Regions from separate parts of the Mus musculus genome. Here region 2 is linked to region 1. A link is a contact called in public Micro-C data. All regions are on one chromosome and are shown on one strand. The core of a region is the stretch at or near the end of the contact, and the rest is flanking DNA. Distances in the headings are between cores, read along the strand shown.

Region 1 (5,411 bases), core at 2,655-5,154:
AAAGGTAAAGATGGTTAGATGACAAGGATCAACTCTGATTTGAGCTGCTGGGCTCCTGTCCTGTTGAGAGCCTCAGTGACTCTAGTTACAGTCTTCTAAGGTCAGAAATCTCCATAGAGGGGTCTAGAAGAATATGGCTGCCTGTTCATTCTTTTTCTTTTCTTTTCTTTTCTTTTTTTTCTTTTTTTTTGAGACAGGGTTTCTCTGTATAGCCCTGGCTGTCCTGGAATTCACTCTGCAGACCAGGCTGGCCTCGAACTCAGAAATCCGCCTGCCTCTGTCTCCCAAATGCTGGGATTAAAGGCATGCGCCACCACTGCCCGGCTGCCTGTTCATTCTAACTCACGTTAGATGATTAGATGATGAGTTAAGGAAAATGGATTTGGAAAGCATTGCTCAGAGTTAGCAGTACTTGATAGAGCAAGGGAAAGGGAGAAAACCCAAACTGGAATGTTAGCACAATTCATTTCGGTAAGATGCCACTTATAAGATCCCATTGCCAAAGTGAGGCTCTGGAGGCGTGTTGCTCTGAAATGTGGCTTCTACATGCACGTATGCATGGTGTGCACGCATGCACCTGCATATATGCACATGGGTGTGTGCATACATACATACATACCCCCTCCATACCCCTCAGTATAGCTAGCAGGTGTCTTGCCCCTGTATTTTGATGTTTAACAAGAAGCCAAGTCAGTCCCAGGTAGAAAATATGAAAAAAAAAAAAAAAACAATTTGTTCCCGTTGCTTGTTCCAAAGCATCATGGAACCCAGCTTGTAAGCTACCCAGTTTCTACTCTTCAGACAGCTACTCAGCTGTGTACATGGGTTCTGAGCGCTACAGTTCTCGGCCATGGAAATAAACGCATTCAAAAATCGTAGGTCTCTGCACCGTAAAGTGAGTGCGGTCTTGCGAGAAGAATGAGTCTGGTCCTGTTTGGGGCTCTACAGAGCATTTGGTGATAATCAGGGGAAGACATGGCTTGCCTTTTGTGCCTCAGCTTTGTCCCTATAACCCCTCAGATAATAGAATCTGCCCTTTAGGAGTCCAACCCTTTCCCGGGGGGGGGGGGGGGGGAAGGCATCTGGAGCTCCACGGATAAAGGGGCCACTCAGCGAGGAAGTACCCATTCCGTTCCCTTTACTGCCAATTATGCTCTGAAATATGTTTTCAGAATTCCAGCACCCGGTACTCGAGACTGAGCTGGCAGCTGATCAATTCAGCAGGATTTAGAGCTGTCCATCTAGACACTGGACCCAAAGTTTGCTTTGGCTAAATGAGGTAAAGGTACAATTATGTCCAGACACATACTAATAAATCTCTCGTAACAACCTCTCTTCCACGCATCTTTTCTGGTATTTAGCTGAAGATTCAGATTATGCAACCTATAAGTTTGTCATTTCGTTAGCACCGGCAACACCCCAAGCATAGGAAGCCGCTTAAACTTGAATTTGTTTGTATTTTTCCAACGTGTGTGTCTGGAAGGGTTTCTTTCTTTCTTTCTTTTTCCTCCCCGAAGTACAAAAATCTGAAGAAAAAAAAAAAAAAAAAAAGGAGACCTGTGGTTAAAAGCTTGGAAAGACTGTGCACACTGCTTTTTGTACACCTTGAAGACTAGCAAAATCTTTAATATGAGACTTTATTTGTACAAAGCCAAACTTCAAAACCACTCAAAAGCTTTTCTTATTAACTGCTGTCAGTCCTGTGATTTACAGAGGCAATAAAGAACTGGAGGGGGTACATTTATCACACAGTTCCACACCAGAAGCCATTTTGTCCGGCGGTTAAAGGCGAGCGATGAAATGAATTCTTTTGTTCTAAAGCAACACACATATCCCCCGTTCCCTATTCTCCCGGCTGGGCATACCAGGCGACAGTGGTGGCAGGTCACTACCTGATTCCTGCTTCATGATAAACTGTGACCATGAAAATGTTGAGGGAGCACTTAGAATACTTAGCCAGGAATAGCAATTATGAGATTTGCTTGGCAACATAGTTATAACTTTAATTCTTAGTTTAATATGAATAATGTGTGTGTGTGTGTGTGTATGCTTACACACTCATGCACATAAGCATGCATGTGCATGCGTCTGTGTGTGCTGTCTTCCATCTTGGAAGAGCAGGTTGATCCCCTTAAACAATGTGAGTTCTTTTCTTTTGCCCAGCAATTAACCTAGGAATTGGATTTTGAAGCCTGCCTAAGTTTTGATGCTGGAAAGTGTCAGGAGTTTCAGGATCCTGTCTTTTAATTCACTTTGTATTGGATGTTGGCTTTGTGTTTTGTGGTCTGAGAAGACAGGGATGATCCACAAGAGGGGAAATATTTTTCAGCTGCTTTCTGAGCTTTGGTTGCACGTTGGTGTGCTTCTCGAATGAACTGGTCAGGTGCTGAGCTAAGGTGTATGTAAGAGCTGCAATTGTTTTGCTGTTTGAGAGACTTAAACATAGGGCAGTTTTAAATATTCTATAATTGAGCATACCCATCACCTGATAGTATTTGTTAAGCTTCTACTTGTGCCTGGCTGTGAGCTGGGCACAAAGATTACCCGGGAAAATGGCAATAATTTGGACCTAGACCCTGTGGACATTGTGGTAATATGTGTACCAATGTTAAAACCGGAATGTGGGGCTGGTGAGATGGCTCAGTGGTTAAGAGCACCGACTGCTCTTCCAGAGGTCCTGAGTTCAAATCCCAGCAACCACATGGTGGCTCACAACCATCCGTAACAAAAATCTGATGCCCTCTTCTGGAGTGTCTGAAGACAGCTACGGTGTACACACATATAATAAATAAATAAATTAAAAAAAAACCGGAATGTTATTCCTAACTGAGCCAGTGACATGGTTGCTTCATTCTCAGAAAACCAAGAGGGTCAAACAAGGGACCTTTCAGTATTTTGTAATTCCACAACAATTAGCTATGCTTCTTAATTGCAATGTTAATGAAAAATAACATGGGTTGGGGGCGTCAGGCTGGAGAGATGGCTCTGTAGTTATGAGCTCTCGCTGCTCTTGGAGAGGACCGGAGTCCAGTTCCCAGCAGCCACATGGGGTGGTTCACAACCAGCTCCTGGACATTTAGCACCCTCTTCTGGTCTCCGTGGATGCTTACACTCACATGGACATACTCATACACAGGAAAAGACACAGGCATGCATGATTAAAAAGTAAAAATCACTATTTTTAAATGTATTTAAACGTTTATTTTATTTTTATTTTTATTGGAGACAGGGTCTCTCTACATAGCCCTGGCTGTTCTGGAACTCACTATATAGACCAGGCTGGCCTCAAAGAGATCCACCTGCCTCTTAAGATCAAAGGCATGCACCCCTACACCTGTCTTCTTTAAGTTTTATTTTTCTAAAATATTTAAATTGTATTCTTTCCCTTCCCCTAACTCTTTCCAGATTCTCCCTTACCCTTCCAAATGTTATGGTCTCTCAAACAAAAAGCACAGATACATACAGATATACACAATTTAAAAAATTACCTTTTTTTTTAAAAGAGGGAAAATTATTATGCGACTAAGTCCTGAGGTGGAAACCATGAAAGGATCCAGGAAGGAAAATTCCAGGTCAGATACTTTTGTTAGCCCATTTGTACAAAGTTTGAGCGGCGAAGGACTTTGCAATGGAATTCCGTAGGAGTTTCGTGTAACCCCCTCGTCCTCTTCGATGTATAATTTAGTGGTTAAAGCGATTCTTGCTTCTGTCGCTATCGGTCGCTTTCCCGGGAAGGGGAAATAGGTCCTCCTGTCAGTAATTTGGTGAAAGTGCTGAAAAGCCCATTATCTCCGTAGGAGAGAAAGCAAGCCACCCCTGGCGTGTGAGGACGGGGTAGGCTTGGCAGTCTCCTGGCAGGCTTGAGCCGCAGCTGGGGCTCTGGTGTCTGAGCGGACTGCGAGCATCAGCCATTCTTCCTGTGCTCACCTCAGTCTTTCAGATTGGATTGGGCCTTTTCCATCTCTACCTTAGGCTGATTTCCTTCTTTGTTTCCCTCTTTGTTTCTTTCTTTGCTTCTTTGTTTCTTTCTTAAGTGCATGGAGACTAGAGACTATTGTGGGTGTGGTTCCTCAGGGGTGGGTCACTTCTTTTCTTTTTTTCTTTTTTAAGATTAAATGAGTTTATTGGAGCAGACAGGGAGCCAAGACTAGCGTAACCACCGGACAAGCAGGTCAGTGTTCCAAAGGCAGGTAGTCTACAGCCCCGGGATCTGCCTATTTCTGCTTCCACAGTGCTACAATTTCCAACATGTGCTACAACGCCCTCCCTGATTTTAAAAGAAAGTTGTTGCTATAGAAAATGTGGGCTGGAGGACTGGGGCGATGGGTCCGTGGGCAAGGGCATGTGCAGCCAAGCATAGCAACCTGAGAGCAGTCCTTGGTTTTCAAATGGGAGAAGGACAGGACAGACGTTAGATCCCCTGACCTCCATATTAGTTTTGTGTTATCCATGTGTGTATACACTCACCACTGATGAATAAAACAAAAAAAAAAAAAAAAGAAGAAGAAGAAAAAGAAGGGGAAAGAGGAAGAGGAGGAGGAGGAGGATGGGGGAGGGGAAGATAGGGTATGGAGAAGGAAATAAGCCAATTCCCAAACCAAACCAATCATCTGTATAAAGAAATCATGCCTGTTTGTGTATTTGAGAAAAGAACTGCGTTTGCTTAGTGGGAAATTTGGTGTGTGTGTGTTGTATGTACTGTATGAACGTGTTGTGTGTGTATTGTGTGTTTTGTGTGAATATGTGTGTTGTGTTGGAGTGTGTGTTCTGTGGGAGTATATGTGGTGTGTGAATCTATGTGTGTTGTGTGAGTATGTGAGTGTGTAGTATGTGCATGTGTGTCTGGTGTGTGTGTATGAATGTGTATCTGATGTGAATATATGTGTGTGTGTTGTGAGTGTGTGAGTGTATGTGTGTGTATGAGTTTGTGTTGTGTTTCCCTTTGGGGATCAGGTCTCACTTTGTTTCTAGATCCAGAGGCTCTCCTGTCTCAGCCTCCCCGGCCCCCGGAACCCTAGGCTCATGCCACACAGTACCCAGTGCTGATGGTGGAAGGCTGTATCCGATTTCCCATGACGTGTTTCTGTAAGCAGTAGGTTGCTCTGGACCATTTTCAGCATGAGGTTCACAACAGAGTTGTGGATAAGCAGGAGGCACCGGCCCTTGTCCTGTGGCTGGTGGCCAACTGGCACTTGCTTGTTTGTCCCAAAACTCTGAGAATTGGCAAGTTCCAGGTTGTCTGTTATGAACTAAGGCCAAGATCAGAAAAGGAATTATCCATTATTTAAGGCTTTGAGTACTAACCCAAGGAGATGGGGGAATTTGGGAACTCTGAGAGAAGGGGACATGAACATCTTACGATGGGGGACTTAAACACCTACCCTCCTGTGCCAAATCAGCACTGCTGGCCA
Region 2 (5,842 bases), core at 1,505-4,004, 210 kb after region 1:
ACCTCCCCTCGGACTGCTTCAACTCACATTGTGAGAGCTGGGCATTTGGATTCAGAGTCTAGTTCAAATTACAGTTTTGTCTCTCGACTGATGAGTTAGTTTATTTTCTCCGAGCTTCAGCCACCTGCCAGAGGTGACTCAAGGGAGCAAGGTCTTATTTCGGCTCCTGGTTTCCAGAATAGAGTCTGGTGTGTTGGGAAAGGCGTGAAGGAAAGACCCAGTCTGGGGCAGGGCCTCCAGCTGGGTCACCAAGGGTTTAAACCTGGGAGTCTGCTGGGAGCTTTTCACATCCAAACCATCTTACCTGGCTCCATGATAGGAAACGAATCATTGAAATTGAGCTTTAGCCCCTCCAACTCCCCAAAACAAAACAAGTTACACCACAAAAAAACAAAAACAACTAAAAAACGTACCTGGAGTCTGTTTTAAGGAAAGGAAAGCGTTACCTATCATCTGGAGAGATAAGGCACCTGGCAGAGTTGGTTGTAGTCACTGCGGTTGTGTGTGTGTGTGTGTGTGTGTGCTCGCGCGCGTGTGTGCATGTGAGGACGCCCTTGCTTGTTCATGGATGTGGATTTTGAACCCATAGACTCAGTTAACCTCAGACCAAAACTTCTGAAAAGTCAGGACTGAACATATGTAAGCTCTCTCCCAGACATCGCTGTTTTCTGTACTGTGTGGTGTAACGATGATGTTTTACTTAACATATACATTGTGTTAGGCATAAATCAATAAGTGAGAGTTGACCAAAAGTATCTGGGAGATGCACACACACTATGCACAGATAATAAATACAATATTAACACAATGAACTTGAGTTGCTTTGGATTTTGCTATTTTTAGGGATGAGGGGAGGCACACATATGCACATTACTAAGTGTGAACAAAATCATGACATCCCCCAAGCCAAGAGATGGCAGAATGACCTTTGTGGCCAGTGGTGGGTCAGAAAAGCCCCAAGCTTGTCTTGCTGGAAGCCGAAGATGCCCCCGAAGACATCCAGTCTACCAGGACCGTGAACTTCAATGACGGGACAGTAATTATCGTGACTAATTTGAAGATGATCAAAAGCAACCACCCTGTTTTTACACTAGCACTGTTGGTTTCTAAATACACAGTCTGTGAGTCAAAATTGAGCTTCAGTTTTGGCAGACTCTGGCTGCCAGTCTCCCTCAGTCCTTACCTGGCACAGCATCCTCCCTCCCCCTCCCCGCCCTTCCCAGCTGACATACTCTGCCTCCTACCCTAAAGTTTTTAGCCCAGGCCTGGTCTGGGCTTCCCGGTCTCCAGAATCTGACTCTTGTAAAACCATAGCCATTTTGGCTACTGATCCTTTTGGGGTTCTTGGCTTTTTGTTCTCTTGGCCCTTGGATTCTCTCTTCTCTCCCCCTTCCCCTCAGTCTCTCTCTCTCTCTTTCTGTTTCTAGGGCCCAGTTTAGTCTGGACTTTTCCTGACGTTTCTTGTCAGTGCTCTCCCTCATAGCTACAAAAAAAAAAACAAAAACAAAAAACAAAAAACAAAAAACAAAAAAAAAACAAAAAACAAAAAAACAAAAAAACAAAACAAAACCAAAACCCGAAAAAATCTTTCTTCTTAATCCAAACCAAGTGGAGCAATCATGTCTGTCTCCTTTCTTCCTTTCTTTCTTTCTTTCCTTCTTTCTTTCTTTCTTTTCTTTTCTTTCTTTCTTTCTTTCTTTCTTTCTTTCTTTCTTTCTTTCTTTCTTTCTTCTTTCTTTTAAATAAACTTATTCACTTTGGAAAACAAGTGGGGGATAGGGCTAAAGATAACGTAACATGCTCTTTAAATATACATTAACTTTCTTACTACGCTCCTTGGGTGTGGAGACTTGTTATTTTACATGTAGAGGAATTACAAATCATTCTATAGGGACATCAGGGCAGGGAATGCTGTTGCATATTAAGACTGCTGTTTGTGGATCCTTGCGAGGCTTTTCCTTAATGTGATGTAAAGGTTTGTAAGCTGTCATCTCTCTGCTTGTAGGCTGTGTTTTACATAAAATCCTTCAGCTTCATTGACGCCAACCTGGATGTCCTTATCATTGCTATTTACAGTCCTGGGGTAGTAGTGTTAAGCCCGAATGGCATTAATAAAATAATGAACCGCTAGAAATTTGGATGCTCGCAATCACTGGTACCACTCTTTTTTGACACAAATGGCCAGCCTTTCTGGAAATTTGTTTTGCTAAACCTTTTCTTCAAATTCTTCTCTTGCCCTTTGACCTTTAACTTCCTTTCCTTTCTTCCGGTGCCCTCGCTGGCTCCTGATGCACATCTTTTAATCTCCTCCCTCTTTTCTTTGCCTCCTTCCTGACTTCATTCTCCCAGTCCCTCACCTCTTCCTTCCCTTTGCCCTCTCCCTCCCCCTTTTTTCTCCGCTTCCCCTTCTCTTCTTGCCTCTCCGTTCTCTCCCCTCCCTCATCCTTTTTGCCCCTCCTCCCCCCTTTTTCTTCCCTTTCTCCTTCTCTTTTTTTGCTTCCTCCTTTTGGTCCCCCCCCCCTTTCTCTTGCCCCCCTGTTCCCTTTCTCTCTTTGTCATTTCTCTGTGTGAGACGCATTCTTCACAATACTCCATCTTCACTGCTCTGTAGTTAACTCTGGGATGATGGTGTGGAAATTGACCATTGCCTAGCAATCCCGTGTGCGGCTTCTGCCAGCGAACCTGCTCGGCCCAGTCACCCCCTTCCTAAGCTCCACAGCGCGCTCTGCCTTCCTCAGCCAGCGAGCAAGCACTTCCCAGCTCCCACTGTTTGTCGCAGTCCACCTCGACACTCCCGCATCTTCCCGGATGCTTCCTAGGGATCCTTTTGAAATTGTTGCTAGCCTTTTGTTCCAGGCGCGCTCTGAGCTCCTGGGTCAGGCAGCTCGCAGCCTCCCTGGGGCAGTGCTATGATGAATTTTGGCATGGCCAGGCTGTTTAACAACTCCATTGCAGAAGTGCCAGCTTCCTCCAAGACTGAAAGGAGCTGTGATGAGTTTTTCTTTTTTTACCCCCAAAGGCTCCACCAGGTTCCAAAAATACCAAAGATTCCCGCAGATCTCTAAATTATGTGGCAATTTTTTAGAGCCACACCTACCCACTAAAAGTGAATTTTTCTGTTGCAGGAAACACAGCTCCTCTGTGATCTTATTAGTCGAGGGCCGGGATGCTCCTGAGACACATGTTGTTGTAGTCAGTGATTTGTTATTTCAGATTTCAGGTCCTGTCCTTCTTCCCTCGTGAGTGATTATCAATCGCGTGTTTTTGCCTTTTTACAAGTCATAATTGCTATGAAAGATTCTGCCAATTAGTTTAATGTTTGTCTTTTCAGAAACGTTTAGAAGGTGTCCATACTGAGTATACATATTTTAAAAAAATTTTTTTTACTTTAGATTATTTGTGTGGGCGTTTTGCCTGCTTGTCCGTAAGTATACTACATCTGTACCTAGTGTCCTTAGAGACCAGAGAGAGGTTCCCTAGTGCTACAGTTACAGGCAGTGTGAGCTACCAAGTTGGGTGCTGGGAACTGAACCCAGACTCTCTGCAAGAGCAGTAAGTTCTCTTTACCATGGAGTTGTGCCTTTAGCCTCCATGATTCTCTTTTTTTGAGGGTTGAACCAGTTATTTTAGAACCAGTCTGTTTCTGCTTGCATGTGAAAAATTATTTAAATTAGGGTATGTGGCCATCCATTCATATCTGTGGCTTCTGTATTCGTGGGCTTCAACAGCATACAAAAAAATTAGGGAAAGAGTTGTATCTGCTATAGGCAGGTATAGACTGTTCTTGTCATAATTTTTGAAACAGTGCACTGCAGGATCTGTTCACACAGCAATCTACACATGAGTTAAATATACAGGGGGGTGGGCTGAGGGGGAACCTCGGTCTAAGGTAGAGAGCATATGTATGTATTGCCATTTTTGTTTACTTTTCCTCCCTCCCTCCCTCCCTGCTTCCCTCCCTCCCTTTCCCTTTTTTCCTTTTTTCTTTTTTTCCCTTTTTCCCCCTTTCCCCCTTTCCCCCCTTTTCCCTTTCCCTTTTCCTTTTCCTTCCTTCCTTTCTCTCTTTCTCTCTTTGTTCCTTTCTCTCTCCCTCTCTCTCTTAGACATAGTTTCTCTATGTAGCCCAGGCTGGCCTAGAATTCACAATGTAACTCAGAATGGCCTCCAACTCCCTGTTTTTCTCCTGCCTCAGCCTCCCAGTGCTGAGATTACAGGTCCTACTTATTTTGCTATTTAGAAGTTTATTTTTATAGTGCGTGTGCATGTGTGCATGTATGTGTGTGTGGGAGTATGTATATGTGTGTATATGTGTATGTGTGTGTGCATGTGTGTGTATGTGTGTATATGTATATATTTGTATGCATGTGCATGTGAGTATGTATGTGTGTACATGTGTATATCTGTATGCATATATGTATGTGTGTATGTATGTGTACATGTATGTGTGCATGCATGTATGTGTATGTATGTGTGTGTGCCTGTGTGTGTGTATGTGTGTGTACACATATACACTGGTACTTATATGAAGGTTAGAGGAGAACTTTCTGGAATTGGTTCTGCCGTGTGGGTTTTGACATTGAACTTGAGGTAACAAACCTGGTGGCAAGCACCTTTATCTTGATGTGCTGCTCTTTAAAATGTTGCTGTTGTTGACACATCACTCCGCCATTTCTTATGACTCCAGCAGAGGTAGATTTGGCTGTGGAAGGTGTATTCTGGGGTTGCCTCCAGAGAATACTGTAATTTATTTTTGTGGTACTGAAATGCTATCTTTCATAATGATTCCATCTTTTGTTTTTCTAGTACCTGGAATCGAACCTAGGACCTTGTACATGCTAGGATGTGCTGTGCTTCCCAGCTGCATCTCTAGTTTGCCCATACCCTTTACAGGATAATTTGTATATGAATTTACCCAGCTTGGCCTTCTCCTACCTCAGCCTCATGATTGCAGCTACGATTGCAGACCTGTAAGACCGGGCCCAACTTCTGTCTCCTTCCAACTGCTTAAAAGACATGGTCCCTAAAAAGCAAATGATGATTTTTTAACGGAAGCAACTTTCATGCTGTATAGCCAGAGAAAGCAACATCATCAGAGACCCTCCTGTGTTATTCATAAATGAGAAGACATTTAAAGCAGCAGTTCTCAACCTTTGGGGGTGACCCCTTTATGGGTGGGTGGGGGCTAACAGTCTTTCACAGGGGCTACCTAAGACCATCAGAAAACATGGATATTTACCTTAGGATTCATAACAGTAGCAAAATTACAGTTATAACATAGCAACGAAAGTAATTTTTTGGGTTGGGGGGCCGTCACCACCATACAAGGAACTGTATTAAACAGTCAAAGAATTAGGAAGGGTGAGAACCCCTGATTTAAACTTAGTTTATGTGATCAAATTCTGTGTCTGCCACAGGGCCTCTTTGTAAACTGGGATCTGCCTTTGGACTTAAGTTCCTTGTAGTCCCCGAATCTTTGGGCCCCATATCAAGCATCTCTTTTTAAAAAATGGAGAAAAGCACGCGTCTGCATGTTTTCACCACCCGGGATGAGTGTTCCTAGGGAAGATAACTCGGGCGGAGTTACCAGTGCCCTCTCCCTTATTCTTTCTGGAATTCATTAAGTTAATATACTGTTGCCTGCATGGGGCACCTTCTTTGATGGCGAGTACAGTTAAATGCCTATTTAGGCATGTCACTGACTATCTGATGCAAGGGGGTGCACGGAGTGTGGCTGGCTGTGGGGGAAGGGGGAGGGGGAAAAGGGGTGTCGCGCTCTATATTTTTTTTTTCCCCTTCAAAATACTTCTCAGCAATCCCTTGCAGCTGGCAGAAGGCTAAGGTT

What was found. A called contact is a pair of places that touch in the nucleus more often than the background predicts.
Region 2: a contact with region 1 is called in a Micro-C map of embryonic stem cells, with 3 times the contacts expected there. The contact joins two enhancer-like sites. A contact is called at or near these places in 11 of 39 promoter capture datasets (the 3T3-L1 cell line, cranial neural crest, embryonic stem cells and 6 more), 1 of 15 datasets of contacts at CTCF or cohesin (stem cell-derived epiblast-like cells), 52 of 484 Hi-C or Micro-C datasets (the Ba/F3 cell line, the HL-1 cell line, the HPC-7 cell line and 20 more), 8 of 115 datasets of contacts at active chromatin or transcription factors (astrocytes, differentiating embryonic stem cells, embryonic basal ganglia and 4 more) and 1 of 9 other capture datasets (embryonic stem cells).

The regions. Positions count from the first base shown.
Region 1 is chr8:107,607,152-107,612,562 of GRCm38.p6, forward strand. No RefSeq gene overlaps it. Among named protein-coding and RNA genes, the nearest start is that of Psmd7, 21 kb to the left of the region's middle. Within about 2 kb of position 3,905, at least 7 of the 459 cell types and tissues checked have an H3K27ac peak or open chromatin away from gene starts, as enhancers often do. A contact at or near this core is called in embryonic stem cells, where this site is marked.
Region 2 is chr8:107,822,012-107,827,853 of GRCm38.p6, forward strand. It overlaps Gm39242 (a long non-coding RNA gene), which reads right to left. Exons shown (of 3, transcript XR_879158.1): 2 at 4,933-5,020. Gm42040 (a long non-coding RNA gene) reads left to right here. Exons shown (of 3, transcript XR_879157.1): 3 at 844-1,279. Among named protein-coding and RNA genes, the nearest start is that of Gm39242, 9.4 kb to the right of the region's middle. Within about 2 kb of position 2,755, at least 43 of the 459 cell types and tissues checked have an H3K27ac peak or open chromatin away from gene starts, as enhancers often do. A contact at or near this core is called in embryonic stem cells, where this site is marked.